2 separate regions of the Mus musculus genome follow, and region 2 is linked to region 1. The links are chromatin contacts, called in public promoter capture Hi-C maps. All regions are on one chromosome and are shown on one strand. Each heading gives the region's core, a stretch centred on a gene start, on an enhancer-like site or on the middle of the called end of the contact. The rest is flanking DNA. Distances are from core to core; before and after follow the strand shown. Region 1 overlaps Sorbs1 (sorbin and SH3 domain containing 1). Region 2 has its middle 12 kb from the start of Entpd1.

Region 1 (5,119 bases), core at 1,282-3,781:
GAGCTGGCGTCAGTACCTCCTGGAAAGCGTGTTGAGACTCAAGAGGGTCAGATTCGGTGGACAAGGATGACATTTTTGGATCCCAATGGTCTGTGTAGCTCATGGGAGATTCTGCGAATGAGTGGCTGTTCCCTGAGTGCTGTGCCAAGCGCGTAGTAGATGTGAGGCACCATTGTCTCTAGGTGCTTGCGTTGAGTCTGGTCTATTACTGAGTTCTACTCTTGTGCCCAGTGCAGAGTCAGCCTCTGGGGCTGCAGAAGGGAGCCATGGTGCCCGTCAGTAACTAATGGTGTGGCACGATGGCTTGCCGCTGTTCTTTGGTCGTGGGCACCTTGGGAGGATCTAATGAAGGCAGTTGATTCACTCTCCTGACAAAGCCAGTGTGCACGCAGGGCACATGGAGCAAGGGCTCAATGAGCTCTGGCATTAAGAACCCCTGATCCCCTGAGTAACAGAAGCCACCAGTCTCTGAGCAGCTGCTACATGGCTTCTGCATGACTTTAGCATACCGCTGCTCTTGTGATTTGGGCAGAGCCTGAGTTGGGAGGACATGGGGTTCTCATAGCCTCTCAACTTTATCAGGACTTGGCTGGAGGACCAGGACAGGCTGTGGTTAAGCCCAAGGTGCCCTTCACAGCCCTTCTCTGAGTCATTAGGTTCCAGCCCACTTTCCACTGGCCAGCCCAGGTGGCTGTGGTCTCACACACACACACACACACACACACTGGTGGGGGTAGGAAAAGGAGACATTTATGTTAGGAACCCCAGAGTTTGTTTTTTGTCTCCCCTCATATAAATATTTGTTCACTTCTCTTACCTGTGGAATGCTAATTCTTAGTCCTGCCTCCAGGTGCTGTTTTGTATGGCTGAATGAGGGGGATGCTACCCTCACTGGAAAGGACCAGTGAGGGCCAGGCTTCTCTGCTGTGCAGGCAGGGTTTTCATATAATGCCTCTGCAGTCCATGAGTTTGAGAACAGATCGCTAGTGTCCAGAAGTTTCCTAGAATGTCACTCTCTAGTGGCTCTGTGTTAAAGTGACCATCTCCCTCTCACGCATAGGTTAGACACCTAAGGACAGGCAGTCTCCTTCCCCTCAGTACACTTGGAGCAAACTTCTGTGGGTTCAGCACTCAGTAAGAGAGTATTCGGTTTTCCATTGCTATTACCAAGTACCTGGCAGAACAGCTTAGAGGAGGGAAGTTGGTTGGAGGGGATTCAGCCTGTCAGGGCAAGGAGGGCCTGGTGGAAAACAGGAAGCAGTGAGAAACAGCAGCAGGAAGGGGCCAGGATAAGATGATGCCCCAGAGATAGGCTTCTTCAAGCAGATGTCATCTTCCACAGCCTCCCAATGGTAAATCTTGAGTTCACGGATGGATTTAACCATTGACAGTGCAGAGTTCCCACAGTTTAATCATCTCTGGAAATACCCTCACTGTCATATCCAGAGGTATGCTTCACTAACATCTTAGGTGTTTCTTAGTTCTCAAGCAGACAGTGAAGATGAGCCCTCCTGGAGAGTTATCTGGGGATGGAGCCCACATGTAGTTTGGCTTTGTTTGATTTGTGGTCCCCTTGGTAAGAGACTACAGGGACTGCACAGGGAGGGTGTAGCAAGGCTACTGTCCTTCCCCAGGGAAATATAAGCATTGCTTTAGACTGTCACAAAGGTTTGGATACACAGGAAGTCTGCTCCTCCTCCTGAGAGAGCCCCATTTGAGGTTGTCATTATTTTGTTTAGTGATTCAAGACTTTTAAACTTATTTATTTTTACTTTGCATGTATAAGCATTTGCACGCATGACTGTATGAGTATTGTGTGTGTGTGCGCGTGTGCGCACTTGGTGCCCGTGGAGACTAAAAGAATCTCTTGGAACTGGAGTTAAAGGTGGTTATGAGCTACGACGTGGATGCTGTGTCCTCTTCAAGAGGGGAAAGTACTGTTAGTCACTGAGCCATCTCTCTACCCCCCAACTTGGGACCTTTTGAAGCACATTATAAAACTAGAAAGAAACAGATATGATACAGATATCAGAGTATGATATAAAGTTGTAACAGCAATACAATGTTATGTGGCTTATGTGGAGCAGTTACGTATTACTTTAGGTTTTTAACCATATCAAATAACATTCTCCCCCCCCCCCCTTTTTGGTGTCTGAGCCCTCCATATACCAGAATCCCGTGATCTTAAGTTTCTAAAGTTTAAAGGTTTTTATAAAGGGGCTGATGGGCTGAGTGTTAGCAATTATTAGAACCACTTGCCCTAATCTTTTTTTTTTTTTTAAGAATTATTTGACCCAGAAACATCGAACATGCCTGTAGTCCTCATAGTTCTACATACCAAACAAGGTGGGGTTTAGAGTCAGCTGGCGTTACAAGGATACTTAGGAACCAGTCTGCTCTCGTAGATGGAGCAAGGCTTTAAGAGGCTTGCCTGGAGTCAGGGCTGAGTGGCTCTCCTGAGTAGACTGTTAGAAAACCCGAGCTTGCTGCCTTCACTGTTCCTTTGCCCCTCAGCCACGCCCTCACACGTGGGAGTCTCTGACATCATCACAGCTTTGCATGGAACCTCAGACCCTGCCTTCCTGCCAGACAGAGTGTGTTCCCTGTCTAGCGCTTTGCACTTCTTCTTAGTCAGGGAGTAATTACTAATTGCTGGACTGCTGAGGGAGAGGCACACTTCATTCTTGCTCAGGCTGTCTTGGCTTAAGCCCTTTCCCCTCCATCTTGCCCTTCAGTTACCATCTGACCCGCTCCTTCCTCTGTGTGGAGTTCACCTCTGCTTCTCTTTCATACACATATCCCTTTCTCTGCGGTCTGATACCTCCCTGTTGCCCTCTGGGACTGCTCCCTCTGAGCCCTTTGTCTCTTTCCTGTTGCTCAGGTGACTCCCACAGAGCTGCGGATTCTCTGCTTCTCTGCCTGTTTCCTTTGGCATCCTTCAGTGTGTGACTTCAGCCCTTGGCTCTGCTCTCACTTCCTTCTACCACAGAGATCTGCCGTCACTCTTGCGCTGGTGGCTGCAAACCTGCATCCTGCCAAGGCAACTCAGCTGGTTCCTGCAGCATCTCCTGGGTGTCTCTAGGGCTTTTGTTTGTTTGTTTGTTTTTGTTTTTTAGCTATAGGGTCTTCTTGTCTTATCAAAGAGTTAATGGAATGCCAAGCACATGATTAAGTCAGAAAAGTTCAAGGTGGCACCTAGTTAATGGTTCCTTGTGCCAGGACCGTCCTCCACTTTCTTTTCATCTGGTTGGCTCCTCTTAGACAAGCTGGCTCAGAACCTGAATTCTGCAGCTAAGCTGGGAAGTTAACTCCTCTGTCAGCCTAAGTATCCGAGGGGTTCACCTGCATCTCCACGTGCATAATGGCAGGCATCATACCTAGCAGGTCCTTAGGAAATGCCCCTTCAGTACCTGCATGGTCCGGTTTGGGAAAACAGACAATAATGATAATAGGCATGTAATCTGTAGACCACACCTGGTATGTTTGTTGGCTCTCTGTAAGTTCCTATCTAAAACAGGTTAAATAAACTGTAATGAGCACACAGCCATGTCTAGCTGTCTGAGTGCTTTGGCTTACAGCATCTCTGTGAGTTTGCCAAGGGAAATGTCTTTCCCATATTTTTCAGTGAGAGAACCAAGGCATGGGAAAGGTAAATGAAGAGAGTTAAGTGCGTCCCAAGACAAAAAAGGGAACTTTGTAATAACGCTTTATCCTCTTCTCAAGGTTTTACTTGCCCCCTTACCTTCCCAGAGGTCTACAGAGCAGTGTTCATACCTCTGCAGACTTCTCTTAAGGAGCCGGGTAACTAATACCAGATCCTCTGCAGGCCAAGTGGTCCGCGCTTACTCAGCTCAGCCATGGTAACACAAAAACATCCATAAAGAATGTGTGGACAAACCACCATGGCTGTGTTCCAGTAAAGTTTTACTTATAAAGGCAGGTGGCCAGCAGTGGGCTGGACTTTGCTGACCCTTGCCCTACGTGGGGTTGGTGCCAATGGGCAGTTAGCAAACACCCCTTTTCCCTAGCTGGATTGCTGGAGAGGAATTTTGCTTTGGAGTTTCAGCTTGTGATTGTTTGTCATTTCCAGATCCTGCCTCAGAGAGAAGAGCGGGTGAGCAGGACCCAGTACCAACCCCAGCAGAACTCACTTCGCCCGGCAGGGCTTCTGAGAGAAGGGCAAAGGATGCTAGCAGACGGGTGGTGAGGAGCACACAGGACCTGAGCGATGTGTCTACAGATGAAGTGGGCATCCCACTCCGGGTACGGATATGGACCGTTGTGTCCTCAGCAAGGGTGTGGCCTTCGTTATGCGTGTGAACCCCTTGGGACAGGAGGAGGTTACAGTGGCTTCGAGGAGAGGGTTTTCTCTCTGACAGCAGCACAAACTACACCCTGATGAGGGCGTCTACCAGGCCCCTGGCTGCAGAGGTATCTTTACTTTCCATTTGTAAAGCTGTTCTGTTCTTTTAAGAGAATAGACAGACACGTCAGTAGGCTAAGCCTCTGAAGAGCTCTGCTTTGTTCTCATTGTAATAACAGAGAGAGAGAACCTTTACCAAGAGTGATTTTTGCCACCTTTCCTGGGCATTATCTTCCATTGCCACTTGAGTGGTGGAAGCAATTATCATCCTTACGGGTTGCTGAATTGGTTAGCTTAGCCTCACTGTTACGAACACTCAGCACAGGCTACTTATGAAGTAAGGAGAGCCTTATGTGGGCTCACGGTTATGGAGGTTTGTGTCCAAAATTGAGACACCTGCTCTGCAGGACCCTCCGACAAGCGTAACACATTATGGCAAGAGCATTATGTCAAAGCGAGCGCTCAACTCAGTGCCTGGGTGGCATCCCAGATCCCTGTGAAGTCATCCTCAGTGCCCCGAGGGACCCACCACACACACACACACACACACACACACACACACACACACATACACACACTAGGTCCCACCTCCTAAAGGTCCGCAGCATCTCCCAGTGATGCCACCCTCGGAGACAAGCCATTAACTACAGAGAACAGACGTCGGAAACACAGCATCAGAAAGGCACTGACTGTGAGGGGTCCCATCATTTCCCAAGTTTTCACAGAGTGTGAGTGGCAGAGTGTCTCCAACCATTG
Region 2 (5,119 bases), core at 1,219-3,718, 280 kb before region 1:
AATAGAAACAGATGTGAATAAAGACAGCAACATTTGCCACTGCTCATAAAGGCTACAATGAAAATACATACATATTTCTTTGCACCATCAGCTGAAAGCATCAGCAAAGATGTCTGAAGAGCAACAATGCTTACCCACAGAGCCTCACCTCAAAAGCCATTCTCCAATAACACAGGGCCAAAAGTATTCTGAGAAATAGCTGGGTCTAGGACTGATACAGACAGTGTACATGGTGAGTCTAAAGTATCTTAGAGTGCCACAAAGTGGGGGTTGGTTTTGAAATGTATTTCTTTTTATTTTATGTGTGTGGATGCTTTGGTTACTTGTGACTATGCCGAGGTCAGGAAAGGGTTACAGCCCATGTGAGCCGCTATGTGGGTGCTGGGAATCGAACCTGGAGCAGCCATGCTTCTTAACTGTCTAGTTATGTCTCTAGTCCCAAAGAGATTTTTGAAAAGTGTTTTTTAAGACTTGCAAAGATAGGTACCTCGAAATGAAAACGGGGATCAGTCCGAAGAGCTCCCAATATGCCAGAAACAATCTGAACAGCAAAGCAGACTCTGTTATAGTCCAAACTGTAACGTGAGTATCCATGAGACTATTCTAATATATTTACTAAATAAGTGAATTATTAAATAAAGAAAGAAAGAAAGAAAGAAAGAAAGAAAGAAAGAAAGAAATAGGAGAAAACAAGTTTCTGCTTAAAAGAATTCAAAATCACCAGGCATGGTGATACATGCCTTTAATCCCAGCACTTGGGAGGCAGAGGCAGGCAAATTTCTGAGTTCAGGGCCAGCCTGGTCTACAGAGTGAGTTTCAGGACAGCCAGGACTATACAGAGAAACAATTCACAGAGGTACTGTGCTATCCGGGACACAAAGTAAAACCCCTCGTGTACTTTGTAACTTCTTTCCAAAGACTGCAGCACAAAGGAAAGTAAGCAGGAGTGTCAGCTGCCATGGTAACCAGCCCTGTTGACAGCACACCATCAGTATGATGTCCCAAACGTGGAACTTTATCTCCATGGTCTTCCTCCTCAACTCCAGGCTACTTACTCCAGGCTAACTGTGAGTAAGGCTTAGAACAACTATCCCAACTGGGGGCCGCTCCAAACATATCCTGACCAGGATTATTTCAGACTGTCAAAGTCATCAAAAATAAAGCCTGAGAACTCTTGGCAGCTATGGGGAATATGGAAATAAAAATATTTGGGAATTAAAAATATGTGACACCTAGACCAAAAAAAAAAAAAAAAAAAGCTAAAGGAATATGAATAAAAATCTTGTGTTGGGTTTTTTCTTATCTGTGTGATTAAAGAGCTCAGAGAAACAATCTAAGGAGAAGAGGTTCAGGGATCCTGAGTTTTCAGTCCATGGACCACCATTGATTCTGAACACTAACAAAGTGGAGGTGTGAGGCACAGCGTGAGAAGGAGCAGAGAGGTAAAAGGGACCTGGGGCCAGGTATAGCGTTCAGCCAGTGAGTCTACGAAGGATATTCCATGTTCAAATCACACAACAGAGTCGGACTTTAGCTGATAATGCTATCAGGGCCAGTGAGAGTAAGAAAGTGCTTCCTGTCAAGTCTGACGACCTGCGTTTGAGCCCTGAGATCCACATGGTAGAAGGAGAAAACTGACTCCTACAAGTTGTCCTCCGACCTCCACACATACACAAAGATGCATACACACACACACACACACTAAAAATCAGTTATAGGTGAGCACAGTAACACAAATATTTAATCCCAACACTTAAGAGGCAGAGGCAGTGGATCTTTGAGCTCAAGGCCAGTGTGGTGTATAGAGCGAGTTCCAGGATGTCCAGGGCAAAGCAGAGAAACCCTTTCTCAAACAAACAAACAAACAAACATCAATACTAGTAATTGACAGACATGCTATCCTAATGTAAGATGCTAACACCAGGGGAAACACAACATGCAGTATGTGAGAACTCTCTGTGCCATGCTGACTTTCCATAAATTAAAAATTATCCTAAAATTAAAAGTTTACTTACAAGTGCATTAAATTCAACATTGCATAAAAGCTCAAATGCAGCTTTTATGCTGAAGCCCCTCGCTGAAGCACATTTTTTTGTTGAAGTAACTGCTAAGTGACCACCGTTTTTGCAAAAGCGTCTGTTACACGTGATTTCTTGTTCAAACAGAACCCACTGTGTCCACATTCAGCAAACCAAAGCAAACTTCAGATGTGAGCCACAACCGGCAAGCCGCCCGTTACCCTCAATGTGATAGTACTATTCAAATCTTTCCATTCCATGACACACAATATTCCCTTTGGTCAGGGGAAGGAAAGATCTCTAAGTTGATTCTTCACTGGCTCAAAAAGTTTCCAAATGAGTGTCTCTGGGGAGATGTCAGAAACTTGCACTGGGGGAGAGCAGGAAGGAGATTGCTGGGCTAAGCCTTGAAGAAAAAAAAAAAAAAAAAAAGGAAGGAAAAGGCTTGGGCTTCCCCAGACAGGCTGAGTTATATGGGAACATTGCCAGAAAACTTAATGTTCTGAGAGGCAGGAAAGCCAGTGCCTTAATTTTACCACACTCACAAGCCCTAGGGTCCTGAGGATTGGTCTTTCCAAACAGACAGGATCTCAAAGGGCATAAGTCTCTGTCTTCTCACCATCCCTGGTCTGAGGAGGTAACAGAAAGTTCTGAAGAACACGAGGCCCCTGGTGTCACCCTGATGACCTCTGAGATGGGGTTCACACACCCAGCTCGTAAAGACAATAGCATCAGGTTGGCTACAGCAGGAAGCTCCCTTGTTACTGCTAAGGCCTCCACCTTTGCAGAGATCAACCAGGGGTGACATGGAGACAATGCCAAATTAAGGCTCCCTACTTCTCTCTATACTAGGGCAGCAGAGCAGGAGGTAATTGGGGGACAGAAAGACATAGTACAATTTTCTGACTTTTGAGACTCCGTTTACAGACTTGTGGATTCTCCACTTTGCCTGTGGGGTTACTCCAACTCATCCTTCAAGGTCTCATTCAAACCATAAATCTTTCAGATCTCCCAGCGTCCAATTCTAAGATGATAATTAGCTTCTCACAAGTGTTTCATAAGTAATATTTTCATACATAAAACTCAAATGTATTTTAAAGTTCTAGGACTTGAACACAAATTATTCTTCTATCTTCATTAAAGACTTCCCACATCCCATAGCCCCATGTCTACTGCTTTGTACATGTACTTAATGTTAGGTTAAGATTGACGGAGATGACATGGAAATAAGCAAAAGAAGATCCCTGTAGAGAGAGCTCCAGAGGTTAAAATCCCGTTTCCCAATTGGTTCTTGATTTGTCAATAAAGAAGGTCAGGGGCCAATTGCTAGGCTCAAGGTATAGGTGGGACTTCCAGGTCTGAGGAGGAAAAGGAGCCCAGAGAGAGGCTTTTCTGCCATGCTTTGGAGGAAGCAGGTCGCAGCAATTATGTAAGGCCTCGGGGAGAGTTAGGGCCTGCAGCCTCCACTACGGCAAGTGGCCAAACATGCTTGACAGGGGCTAATTGGAACCAGTCATTAAGTTTAGGGCGGGAAGGATAGAGTGAGATAATAAACTGCTAAGGTCATGCATTTCCAGGCAGGAGATATTTGCGCCCAGCAATTGTGTCTAGTGGGCAAGTTATAAAGTAAAAGAGCTGTCTGTGTGTCTTCTGTCCTCAGATTCAAGGGTCTCAGGTGGAAGTTGGTGTAGAGACGCCCCTGAGCAGAGGCAGGTAGAGAGAGGCTGGGTTGGGGCTTGTGGCAGCCCATCCCTGAGCTAAGCCAAGTGGAAAAAAAAGGGAGCTGGGAGGGGCTGGTAGTGCAGCAAATGCAGTAGAGTGTTTCTAAAACGACATGCTACAGATTCCCTCTGCAGAAGCAGACTGTCATTTAATCAGAGCAATGAAGGGCAGCTATCTCTTCATGAAAGTGGAGACTGTAGGCCATGATGCAGGGTGATGAGAGGGCAGAGAGAGAACTTTGGGGTTGGAGGATTCCATCTGCAGGTTTGTTTCCCTGAAGCCTCAATGTTGTAAATACCAATGGAGGTTGGTATGCTGATCTTTTTTATCAGGAGTTTCCCGGAGTTTCCTGGATGGTCCGCAGGTGTTATCAGCCAAATCAACTCTCCCTTCTGGAGTTTCTCAGCCCACCAACAAGATCTGTAGGTCATTAGCCCTTTACTTAATATCTGACTTTCATTGGCTATTGTGATCCCTCTGAAATTTGTAAAAGGCACAATTTATGGATTACAAATAACATTTATATTTAAGTAAGTATTTCAATACGTATTTACTTTAAATATAAATCAGAGTTTACTTTTCTGGCTATCCACTCAAACAGCCAGGAGGTTGTCATAGTTATCATGGTCTGCCTACCTGTGACAAGTCTCAGTTTAAGGTAAGAAGAAATGGGTTTGCTTCCTTCCTCTCACCAACAGGGTTATGCGTGTCCTTGTCCAATTTTGCCTGTTTTGACTCTGGCTTTCAACAACTCAGATCCCAGCTGACTGATGCTTCTGGCTTTAGTGGAGAGAAGCTGTGGTTTCAAAGCCTTTGGAAAATGACTCCTGGGCAGAGAAACACAGCGGACTCTGCCCTGTAGCCTTAGCTCAGCACTGGCTTTCTTCATGTCTGTTGGTCATGTATTTGCCTGTTGTCATACTAGTTTATACCTGACACCCTGACACTCCTCTTGGGAAAACACAGAATATATTCTTAACTGAATCCTTAGCAATTGGAAACCCAGGATGCCACAAGTAATGATGTAATGATTGGGTGGGGGGAGAGTTTAATTAGGATGGTATATTAACATGAATAGTGCTTGCTGGTTCTGTGAGCAGCCTGCCCTGATGAGTTTAGTACAAGTGTTCATTTACTCAACAGACGCTTCTGAACACCGACCATGTGCAGAGGACTTTTCTGAGCACGAGGATCTACTCTGACCTAGGGTCTCCTTCATTTTTCTCTTTCTTCCTCATTGCTTTACTCCAGAAGCCCCAGCCCCTGCCAATCACTTCCAGTAGGTTTTCCGTCTTAAGGGATGGAGATGGTGAAACTCGGCCTCCAGATCCCACAGCAAAGCAGGTTTGTAAGTCCAGCATTTCTCCTGCCAATGTGCC

What was found. Capture Hi-C pulls out chosen DNA fragments and counts their contacts.
Region 2: a promoter capture Hi-C map of adipose tissue shows a contact between it and region 1. The contact joins two enhancer-like sites. A contact is called at or near these places in 1 of 484 Hi-C or Micro-C datasets (nephron progenitors), 1 of 115 datasets of contacts at active chromatin or transcription factors (large pre-B cells) and 1 of 9 other capture datasets (adipose tissue).

Annotation. Positions count from the first base shown.
Region 1 is chr19:40,364,138-40,369,256 of GRCm38.p6, reverse strand. Sorbs1 (sorbin and SH3 domain containing 1) reads left to right here. Exons shown (of 29, transcript NM_178362.1): 10 at 4,091-4,263. Among named protein-coding and RNA genes, the nearest start is that of A930028N01Rik, 70 kb to the right of the region's middle. Within about 2 kb of position 2,531, at least 224 of the 459 cell types and tissues checked have an H3K27ac peak or open chromatin away from gene starts, as enhancers often do. A contact at or near this core is called in adipose tissue, where this site is marked.
Region 2 is chr19:40,645,005-40,650,123 of GRCm38.p6, reverse strand. It overlaps a transcript of Entpd1 not described here. Among named protein-coding and RNA genes, the nearest start is that of Entpd1, 12 kb to the left of the region's middle. Within about 2 kb of position 2,468, at least 43 of the 459 cell types and tissues checked have an H3K27ac peak or open chromatin away from gene starts, as enhancers often do. A contact at or near this core is called in adipose tissue, where this site is marked.